2 separate regions of the Anser cygnoides genome follow, and region 2 is linked to region 1. The links are chromatin contacts, called in public Hi-C maps. All regions are on one chromosome and are shown on one strand. The core of a region is the stretch at or near the end of the contact, and the rest is flanking DNA. Distances in the headings are between cores, read along the strand shown. Region 1 overlaps TMEM266 (transmembrane protein 266). Region 2 holds the start of UBE2Q2 (ubiquitin conjugating enzyme E2 Q2).

The links. Hi-C and Micro-C count contacts between places; a contact is called where the count stands out from the background.
Region 2: a Hi-C map of liver shows a contact between it and region 1, with 12 times the contacts expected there. The contact joins the promoter of UBE2Q2 here to the enhancer-like site in region 1. A contact is called at or near these places in 2 of 7 Hi-C or Micro-C datasets (both in liver).

Annotation. Positions count from the first base shown.
Region 1 is chr11:14,088,415-14,093,349 of Taihu_goose_T2T_genome, forward strand. The region is part of intron 1 of TMEM266 (transmembrane protein 266); the gene reads right to left. The region is part of intron 1 of NRG4 (neuregulin 4); the gene reads left to right. Among named protein-coding and RNA genes, the nearest start is that of NRG4, 10 kb to the left of the region's middle. Within about 2 kb of position 2,812, at least 2 of the 3 cell types and tissues checked have open chromatin away from gene starts, as enhancers often do. A contact at or near this core is called in liver, where this site is marked.
Region 2 is chr11:14,179,325-14,184,292 of Taihu_goose_T2T_genome, forward strand. UBE2Q2 (ubiquitin conjugating enzyme E2 Q2) reads right to left here and starts at 1,609. Exons shown (of 12, transcript XM_067004100.1): 1 at 1,112-1,609. The coding sequence starts at 1,297. It overlaps LOC125185065 (a long non-coding RNA gene), which reads right to left. Exons shown (of 14, transcript XR_010834318.1): 12 at 4,721-4,968; 13 at 4,255-4,404; 14 at 1,882-2,018.

The sequences.
Region 1 (4,935 bases), core at 1,562-4,061:
CCCCCCCTCACTTTTAACTGAGCTCTAGAAGATAACACCACAGAGGAGATGTGGCTGGAGTACGTTTGGAGTGTGCCTAGGGAGCTGCGCAGGGAAGAGAACAAACCTTTCCCCTGGACCTGGAACCAGGACAGGAAGCACATACTGTCCTGCAGCAAAAAGTAACCGCAGCACAAGGGCTAGCGTAACTTCCTTCATCACGCAGATGTAAGACCCTCACCTCATCAGATGGTCTGCCTGAAGTGGCACCGAGAACCTCAGAGGTGCTGCACAGCCCAGGGAGGCTTCTGCTGTCCCTGAAGATGCAGCACAAAAGTACAGGAAACGTTGCGTAGACAAGCACCTGGCTGCAGCTTCTCTGCCAATTCCAGATGTCAGCTTTTGTGTAACTGTTCTACCAAATACTTACCAAAACATAGCAGAAATTGGAAGAAACAAACAGCATATAAAGCCTCACATATTTTCAATTAAAAGGCACACATGTTATTTCCTAGGCTGCTCTTTAAACACAGAACTAATAGTTTCTTGATAGCCCAAAATGTTAGGGAGATAACTAGCTGAGCAAAGTGCCATTTAAAATGCCTGGCACTAACTCTGAATCAGAGCACAGTTGCTTTTTCCTGTGTATTCAATATTTGTAACAAACATTTATTAACAGTGATACAACAGTATGCTGTGAACACTGACCTCACAGGCTGCTGGGGGAATGTAATACAATGTTTGCACATTTGTGCAACAAACTGCTACCCCGGAGTTCAGACCAGGAAATCAGTAAAGCAGATGCATTTGAAAGAGCTCATTCACTCAGTATTTTCCTTAAAACAAGATGAGAAAGAAAACAGGACAATCCAACCACGCTGCTCCGCAGGAGAACCCTCTTCATCCTCCAGCACACCAGGCTGTATTTCCCAAGCACCCGCCAGAGCAAGCCAAGGGCACTGCCCCTCGCAGCACTGCCCCGGCAGGGAAGCTTTGGCCCCTGCTACGTGACCCACTGCAGCAGCCCCCACAGCTCTGTTTTGGCACTACCGTACTTGGTGCTTCACAACCCACAGCCCATATCCAAAAGGAGCTTACACACTGATCAGATACGAGGATGTTCTCAGGCAAGGAGCCACATTGCAATGTAAGCCCTCAGACACCGAAAAAACGCCGAATTAAAAACCCTTGCTCTAAAATCTAACAACTTGTCCTCCCGCTTGGAACCGAGCGATGTCTGTTACAGCTGCAAACAGACTTCCAAGATTTATCAATTCTGCTTTAGGAAAAATTAAAAAGAAACTTCATCAGGAGAGCATCATCAACATTAAGAGGTAGGAAACTTAGAAAAATGCACCCAAAGGGATGACAGCAAGTTACAGCTGCATTCGCTTCCAGACAGAGAGCACGAAGAACCGGTCAGACTGCTGGAAATTCCTGAGAAGTATTTTAACACCAGCGCTGCACTAACCTCTCAAGCCAGTCACCAATTGCTAAGTCAGCTATCTCCAGACAAAGACGCACTAGCACCTTCCCCAGAATCTAACCGCAATGAATACATACTCCCTAACTAAACCCCAAGTCCAAGACCGCATAGAAAAATGGTGCCAGAGAGGTCAGAATTCATGTTTCTGACTTGGGGTCTGGTTCTCAGTAGCTGAAAGATGCCACTTCCCAACAGAAAACAAGGCCTCCAGTGTTATTAGTGTAGGTTGTTTGTTGGTTTTGTTTTTAAATACCTACAACTCCATATAATCTCCCACAAATCTAAGTAATTGTTTTAAAGTCTTGTCTGAATGAGCAATATAAAACACCGCAAAACCAATACGACTTCTTCAACAAAACCAGTATATCTGCAAGGAATTCAGACTACAGTAGCCTCACGTCAGACATTTACTGCACTTGACCTGTAAAACAAGCAGCAGAAATGAGACAAACTGTTGGCTGCAAAGACCAGGAAGGGCGTTAAAGAGGCAGGATCCTGTGATCATTTCTCCTCTTCATTGCTCTAAGGCACTGCTCCTTAATAAACCTGTTTTCCCTTGTGTTATTGCACTCACTCTCAATATACTATTTCAAACATAAGAGGTTAACAATTGATAGTTCGTGACCTGCTGAGAGCTTACAACTGAAAAATGCAGGATAGAGAGCTTTTGGATGGTGTCACGCTTCTGTTCTCAGGGCAAGTTGACAAAGGCATCCACTGCAAGAGTAGGAGAGGAGAGAGAAAAAGCTGACAATCCAAACACTTTGATTTTTAGGATCCTAGAAGTGATCGGTCTGCCAGGGCAAGAAGGAGTTGGCCCACAAGTTTATTATTCATACGCTACTTAGAGGTACAGCAGGCACTTGATAAGGTGTTTCTTCAAGTAACATAAGCCCTGCTCCAAAGCGCTTAATCTGAGACAATGTTTGCAGTACTAAGAGCAGTTTTGAGCAAGCTCAATGGCTTATAAATACAAGTTGTTTTAAAGAACCCATGATACTTTGTGATACTTTTAGGACAAACTGAAGGAGAGATAGAATGAGAAATGGGGTACGCTTTGAGACAGCAAGACTTGTCTTGAATCAAAACTGATAATTAAAAAAATATCCTGTTAACAAGCATGTTTTTTAGTGTACATTACCCTTCTTTAACAGCTGGCAATACAGAAACTCTATTCCTACTAAGCACAAAACAGACAGGTGTGCAAACTAAACGTAATGAGCTTCAGAGACTACTCAGAGAAGCGATAGGCAATACCCAAAGGGCTAAAATAAACTTATCTGCTGAGTGCAGGCAGGCCAAGACACAGGGCACCCTCATCCAAGAGCAGAGCACTTCTGGCTCCTACGGGACCAAGACAATCAGAGAGTTTAGACCTTCTGGGGCTAGCTGTATGCTTTTAAAGCATTTCACCACTAGCTCGTGTACTGCTGCAGATGGCAGACAGCACACATTTATAGGGCAGAACTAATTTCTCCTTCTTTCAAAAAGAGCGTGTCCCATTTCTAAAGTCCCAGTGAATATTTCTGCTATAGCGTGACACGTAATTGTAGCATGCATCAAGCTTTTACCTGTATAAGGGGTCAACCCATTCACTTTACATTAAATTATATTGCATCTTTGTTCTTGTAAAAGGGAAGGGTAAAGCGTAAACCACGAAAATGAAAAAGCCCCACGCGTTTTTCTCCTTCTCTGCTCTTAGATAAGATGGTTTTGCCAATGAAAGAGATTGTTTTATTGTGTCCAGGCCAATAGTTTTTCTCCTAGGATTAGAGAGAGAGAGAGATCAGAGCAGGTCATGCTGAGCCAGCACTGCTGCAGCTGGACTTTGACACCAGTCGCCAAGCTGGCCAGTTTAAAGCCAACCCAGGTAGAGCTGCACAAACTGCAGCCTGCAGTGCTGCAGCAGGTTAACTATTTAAACCAGGAACCATTTTTCCTTACTTCCCATCCAGAAAAACAGCAGCTGACTAGAACTATGGATTTGGCACTCTTTATCAGGCAAGAAGATTTACTGCAAGTATCTAAAAATACACATTATGGCTGAGAGCCCAAGGAACCGATCAATGAAAGTTCAAGAGGTGCATTTTACAGTCCAGATGTTCTCAAACTGTGCTCCACTGAAAGCAGACAGAGGTGACTGGTCACAGCATGCTGTTCCCCCCTCTTCTACATCACTTTGCACCCAAAAGTGGAAAATTACATCTACAATTAAAAATATTTCTCCTTAAATGTTCTCCTTTTGCCGGAGTTAGCATAAAAATGTTACAACAAATCAGCGGGATAAGAAGCTGTCCCAGAGACAAATTGGTATACAGTGTGAATCAACCTCCACTGCTGCAGCAGGGTGACCTTAAGGAACGCTCTGAATGCACGAAAGCTGCAGGCTTGGGACTCACCTGTCCATGCCATGCACACATTCATGATAATGACAAAATTCCATAGCACAAACACGATTTTCCTAACCTGACCTATGCATTTTTTCAGTAGATATGGTGTTGAAACTTGTGTAAAACTGGGGAAGAGCAGAAAGTCTTACCTGATTATTTAATGAAAACACCTTGCAGGATTTTCTAGGGGAATGGACTGCTAAAGTGAACAGTGTTATTAGATCTTAATTTATTGTAAATTCATGCCTGAAAGCTTTTTTCCAACACTTCAGTTAAAAATGATGATAAAAATGCAAAACTTGGGGGGAAATACAAGAACTGGTTTAAACATCTACTTATCCATGCTCTGAAACAAACACAAAACAGTAGCACCAACCTGAAAAAAGCCTAAGCTTGGACCATGTAACTACCATGTAGCTTCACGGCCCACAGGAGAGAAGTGGAAAAAGGTCACGTACCACTCTGTGGTATACCAGCTAGGATCTTTACCGGCAAGTCCTTTCTTTCTCCTTTCCTTGCGAAGATGCACACTTATTGTAAGAGTGCAAACACGTAAGCATCCCCAGAGAGGCCTCTGACACTCTTTTACTGCATTTCCCAGAAAGCAGCCAATTTTGCCAAGCCAGAAGAATCTGTCGTCTTTTTTACAAGTTATAAGGCACAGAGATGAAGCTAAAACCAAGTTCGAATTTTCATTGTCTTCCTTTGCTCTAGCACTTCACTCTGCTTCATTTTTCCTCCCCTAAGGAAGACTTTTGCCCTTGGCTTCATGTCTCTGCTCCAGTCACAGAGCTGCTTGGTAGCAGCTGAAGATGCATTACATTCTGCCCTTTTCTCAATCCTGAATAAGCCAGACAACTCTCTGCTTTTACTAATGCTGCTATTTAAACACCACTAACTCAAACTCTCGCCCATCACTTCCACAATATTTCCAATCAGCCATTTTTAAAGCAACCCACAGCATTTTAGCTGCGTACTCAGTTTCTGGAGTGAACAAGAACTGGCTTCAACTGAGAAGTTCATCTTGTCACTGCACGGGCCAATGGCTTCATGAGCAGACCACTAGACCAGCATTTCAGA
Region 2 (4,968 bases), core at 359-2,858, 90 kb after region 1:
TTTATTACTGTATGGCAAGTCAGGATCCTACCAAGATTATGAGCTCTGCCTGCTTTGCATGCATGCTTTCATCTTTCAGTACTCAGGTATTTAGACTTACACACATGGTTCCACCCCCACACTGTCTGAAACTTTCATTCTCTTACAGACAAAAGAAGCCTTGAGAGCTTATGCAACCCAAACATACTAACTGTACTTTCACCCAGTCAGAACTTTTCAATACTTTTAAGCTGAACAGAGCTGATGCATTTAAGTTCACCTGTAAGTAGAGGTAGTCCAATAAAAGTGAACCTCCAGCGCTTTCCTGTCCATGAGTGACGAATACCAACCCATCCAAATCCTTTGGCAAATTTAGGCCCTAACCAGTAACTTTTAAAACCAGAGGATTTTACCACAGCAAACAACACTGAACATATTATTCTGCCCCCTGACTCATTATAGTAAAGTTTGAGAAAAAAACAGAGCGAAGGCCCAAAGCAAAGCACACGTCGGGGTCCCTCAGCCTGGGGAGAGCTGCCCGTGCCCCCTCACAAGTTTAACCACCACCGTTATGAGAAGGCGACTGCTGGGCAGGGGAGTGAGGGCGCTCTGACCGTGCGAACCGCCACGGAAAATTAAACTTCTAAAGGGACTGAGAACTGAGGGACGGGAAGGGAAAGGAAGGGAAGGAAGGGAAACGAAGCCCGGCCCCCAGCCGCGTTTCCCCGCCCGGCCCGGGGCGGAGCGGGCCGCGGGGCCGCAGGCCGCGGCGGTGTGGCGCACTCAGCAAAGCGCCGGCCCCCGCCTGCCTGCCGGGCTCGCCCCGCCGGGGCCCGGAGGAAAGGCTGCCCCACCGCCAGCCGGGCTCCCGCCCGCTTTGTGCGGCGGCCCGGGGCAGCCCGGCGGGGCAGGCAGCGGGGCCCGGGGCGCTCCCAACTTTTGCGTGCGCCGCGGCGGGGCCGGGAGCGGGGAGGGGAGCGCGGAGCCCCCCGGGGAAGCGGCCCCAGGCGGGCGGAGGCCCCCGACCGGCCCCGGCTGCTGAGTCACCCCCTGCGCCCCCGGCCCGCGCCCCGCAGACAATGGCGAGGGCGGCCCCTGCCCTGCCCGGTCCCTGCCCCTGCCCGGCCCGCACCGTGATGTTGCAGTGGATGGTGAGCGGCGGCGGCGGCTGCGGGCCGGAGCCCGGCGGCGGCGGCAGGAGCACGAACTGGCAGTGGAGCTCGTCCAGCTTCCAGGAGACGATGCGGAAGCGCTCGTGGTCCTTGTCGAAGATAGACTCGAGGAACTTCAGCTCGGCCTTGAGCCCTGACACCGACATCCTGGCCTCATCTCCGGCTGCGGCTCCGGGCCCGGGCCTGCGCCGCCTCGCCTCGCCCCCGCGGCTGCTCTGCCCGGGCCGGCCCCGGCCCCGGCCCTGCCCCTGCCCCCGGCCCTGGCCCTGCCCGCGGGGCGGAAGATGGCGGCGGGCGGGGGGGCCGGGGCAGCCCCAGCCGGCGCGGAGACGGCGAGCGCGGCGGCGGCTGCCTTTGTACCAGCCTGCGGCGCCCGCCCGCTCGCTTAAAAGGGCAGCAGCGCAGCCCGCTCCCCCCGCTCCGCTCCGCTTCCTTCCTTCCCTTCCTTCCTTCCCTCCCCGGCGGGCTGGGCCAGCCCCGCCAGCCGCCCCGCCCCGGCCCGGCGCGGCCCTGCCTCCTCCCGCTGCCCGGGGATCGCGGCGGGGCCGGGCCGGGCCCTGCTCCTCCCCCGGGGCCGCCCCCGCCGCTGCCCTCGCCCCGCGGTGCTCACCTGGGCCGCTCCGCCTCCTGCCCCGCACCGCTCGGGTCCCTCCGCTCGCCCCCGGTCCCCTCGGCCCTGCCAGCAGGCGGGCAACGAGCGGCAGCGGCTCCGGGCCCGGCGCTTCTGAGGGACGCGCACAGAGCCGCTCGGGGTCCAGCTTTGCGAGCTGCAAAGTAGCACCAGAAGCTCGTTGAAAGTGCTCGCGTTGCTCTCCAGTGCCTCTGGAACAGCTTGTACGGTTTACCCAAAGAAAAGCACAGCGAAGCCTGAAAGCAGAACCAAGTGAATAGTCACTACGTCCAGGGATCAAGCGATGCTGCCCCTGTTTCTGTCACTCGGGGACACCCCATCTCCTAGCCTTTATTTGTCACTTTCCATCTTCGCTTTGTCCACACACGGTTGTGCACTTGGGGACAAGGAGCAACCCTCGAACAGCACCAAGGGACTACGTGCTACAGGGAGCACTGTTGCAGGGAGTCCTTGTTTCCCAACCAGTTTTAATTAACGTGGTACCACGTGCACACACACAAAGCTGGAATAGGGAACTGCTTCCTTTTTTTTTTTTTTTAAACATTGATATTTTATATAAATCTTTAATTCCAGAGGAACTGGCAGCACATCACAAACCACAAACTGAATCTTTTCAAGTGGTGAGAACTCTAATCTTGATCCAGAAAAACAGTCATGCACATGCCCAACTCCACATGGCAGCATATGGAAGTCTTATTGATTTGTGGGCTTGAAATCTATCCTTCCAGCAAAGAGAGCTGCAAAGAACATACTTTGCTGCAAAACCAGCCAGGAAGGATTGACACTAGCTAAAAACTCTGAATGAAAGATACCAGAAAGTCCAAAGAGAGTTGAAAGACCTGTTTTTTGTTTTGTTTTTCCAAGTATCAATTGAAAGGTGCCTGTTGTAAAGTGTGTGCAGCTCAGCCTTCCTAGAAGGGCTGAACCGTCTTGTTGGCTCCGACTCTGTAGTCTGCAAAGCAAGAGAGCAGAGAGCAAGACAGAGAGCGGATATGACAGCTGTCTGTCGACGCGTCATCGGGCAAAGTGAAGACCTTTGAGAGATAAGGGAATATGTAAGCAAAGGGCAAATACTCTATAAATAAACAGCAGAAAATTACAAGTCTACCTATTAAAAAGGGAAGGCCTGGAAGAGCCTTACTATTGGAACACTGGAAACAAAGCCAAACAAACCAGACTTTGTTATGCATTATGTGATGTGATGCGTGAAACAGCAGAGAAATGAATTTGGTGACTCAGCCCTATTTCGCTCAGGCGATAGGATTTTGGCCTAGAATGCCTCACTGCAGCAGGGAGGCTTAGCAAGTTCAAACTGCACCTTTCGTCATGCCCTCCCCAGAACTGCCTCTATCCATCCCTACCTCTGGGCTTCCATTCTCCTCGTCCTCCTTTAGCATTCTCGCCTGCCTCTCTCCTGTGCTGCCCCTCCTCTGCCTGCGACCCCCCATCTGTCTGGGCAGTGGCAGGGTGTGGGTGTGCTGGCGGGAAGGGAGGCTGCCATGCCTGTGCTATCCGGCCAGCTGGTGGAAGGCACAACAACCTCTCTCAGGCACCCAGAGATCCAAACATCATGGTGTCTCCCGGCCATCTGGCAGGCCAAACAAACTGCTTCATCAGCCAAGTGCGTCCTGCAAGCCATATGCTGTTTAAGTCTGGTAGAGAACATTCCCCAGCTCCTTCAGTCTGCCTTTTTGTTGCAGGCTTCAAGAAGCAACATGCAGCTGCACTGCCACCACTCCCCTAAATTCTGCTGCGCTTTTCCATGTTTAGCAGGCATTGTGCAAGCTGGGAGGGTATAGCTCTGCCTGTGAATTCATTTCTGTGTTAAAGACCTTGAGAACACATCGGGGATGCCTTGCTGTCTGGAATACAGAAACTGCTGCAGAGGTGCAAAGAGCTGTTCATCATGTCTGGTTCATTCCTGTTTCTTCCTTCAGGGACTTGCCGAAAAGCTTTAACATGAATCTTACATTAGTCACAAAGTGACTCAGGAAATCCTGAATTTCCCAAAGACCAAAATGAATGCATGTGGGGAAAGACCTGACATCTCTGGGTAATAAAGGAAATTAATATCGGTAAAGACCCTCAGGAGCACTGTATGAGATTACAGTAATTACAGATGCTCTTTGGTTCCCTTGATCTATACTGCCTGCAAGCACCACTTTTTTTCTACCTTTCTTCCTGCATGTAGATGTTTGATAAATAGAGAGTGGTTTCCATGATGTCATACATCATGATTTCCTCTTCCTGGGCTCTGCACTTTGGCCAAATCTCTCTGCTATGAAGATAACATACCTTCATAACCCTCTTTGCTTCTTTTCCCTGATATTTATTGGGTAACTTGATAATAACTGATCTTGGGATTGAAGAGATACTTTAAGTTTTTCACAGGCAGCATCAGAACGTGAGACCAGAAAAGACAAATAATGGCTGATACACCCACACAGAGAAGCATAAGGCAGGAAACCTTACCTGGAACCTTGGCACAGGCAGAAAGACAATGAGTCAAGAGGATCCTGCTTTTCCAAGATGCAATCCAACCTGTCTTGGTCACCATAGCTGTGCCTTCATGTCAGCTTCTGAGCTCAGAGCATCGAAGTCATAGCTTTGGTAACGAAGTCACTTTCAAAGCGTTTTAGAAAAACAGTGTCAGTGCGTTTGATGGACAATACAGTTTCAAGAAACTCAGTATACAGTGGACCATGAGATTGCTTACCTCCTCAAATACCCACTTTACATTTAAAGACTGCAACAGTTACAGAATTGCATTTCAAAAGCCAACCCATCCTAAGGCAGCTTTGGACAAACAGCGATATTGTTGCCCAGATGTTCAGGGCTAGGTGGCAAGCAGTTGCCACCAGGCACCCAAATACTAAGGCCAAGAGCTTAACATAAGCCAGCCGAGCAACCAACCAACAACAACGGAGCATAGTTTTACCCAGGATGGTCTGAGGCTGATGAAGGAGTTTTCAGCCACAACTCTGACTCCATCCCCATGGCTGTTGGCAAATACATCCCTCCTTAGAGTGCTTTTGCTCAGCGGATGAAGAGCATTTAGTAAATCTAGACAGGAAACAACAATAACGTTTCTGTGAAGATTTCATTAGTGTTTGTAGATTTGTACTTCTGGCTGTGGACATATATATACACATACATATAACCGAGCAGCGTATATTCTAGAACAGT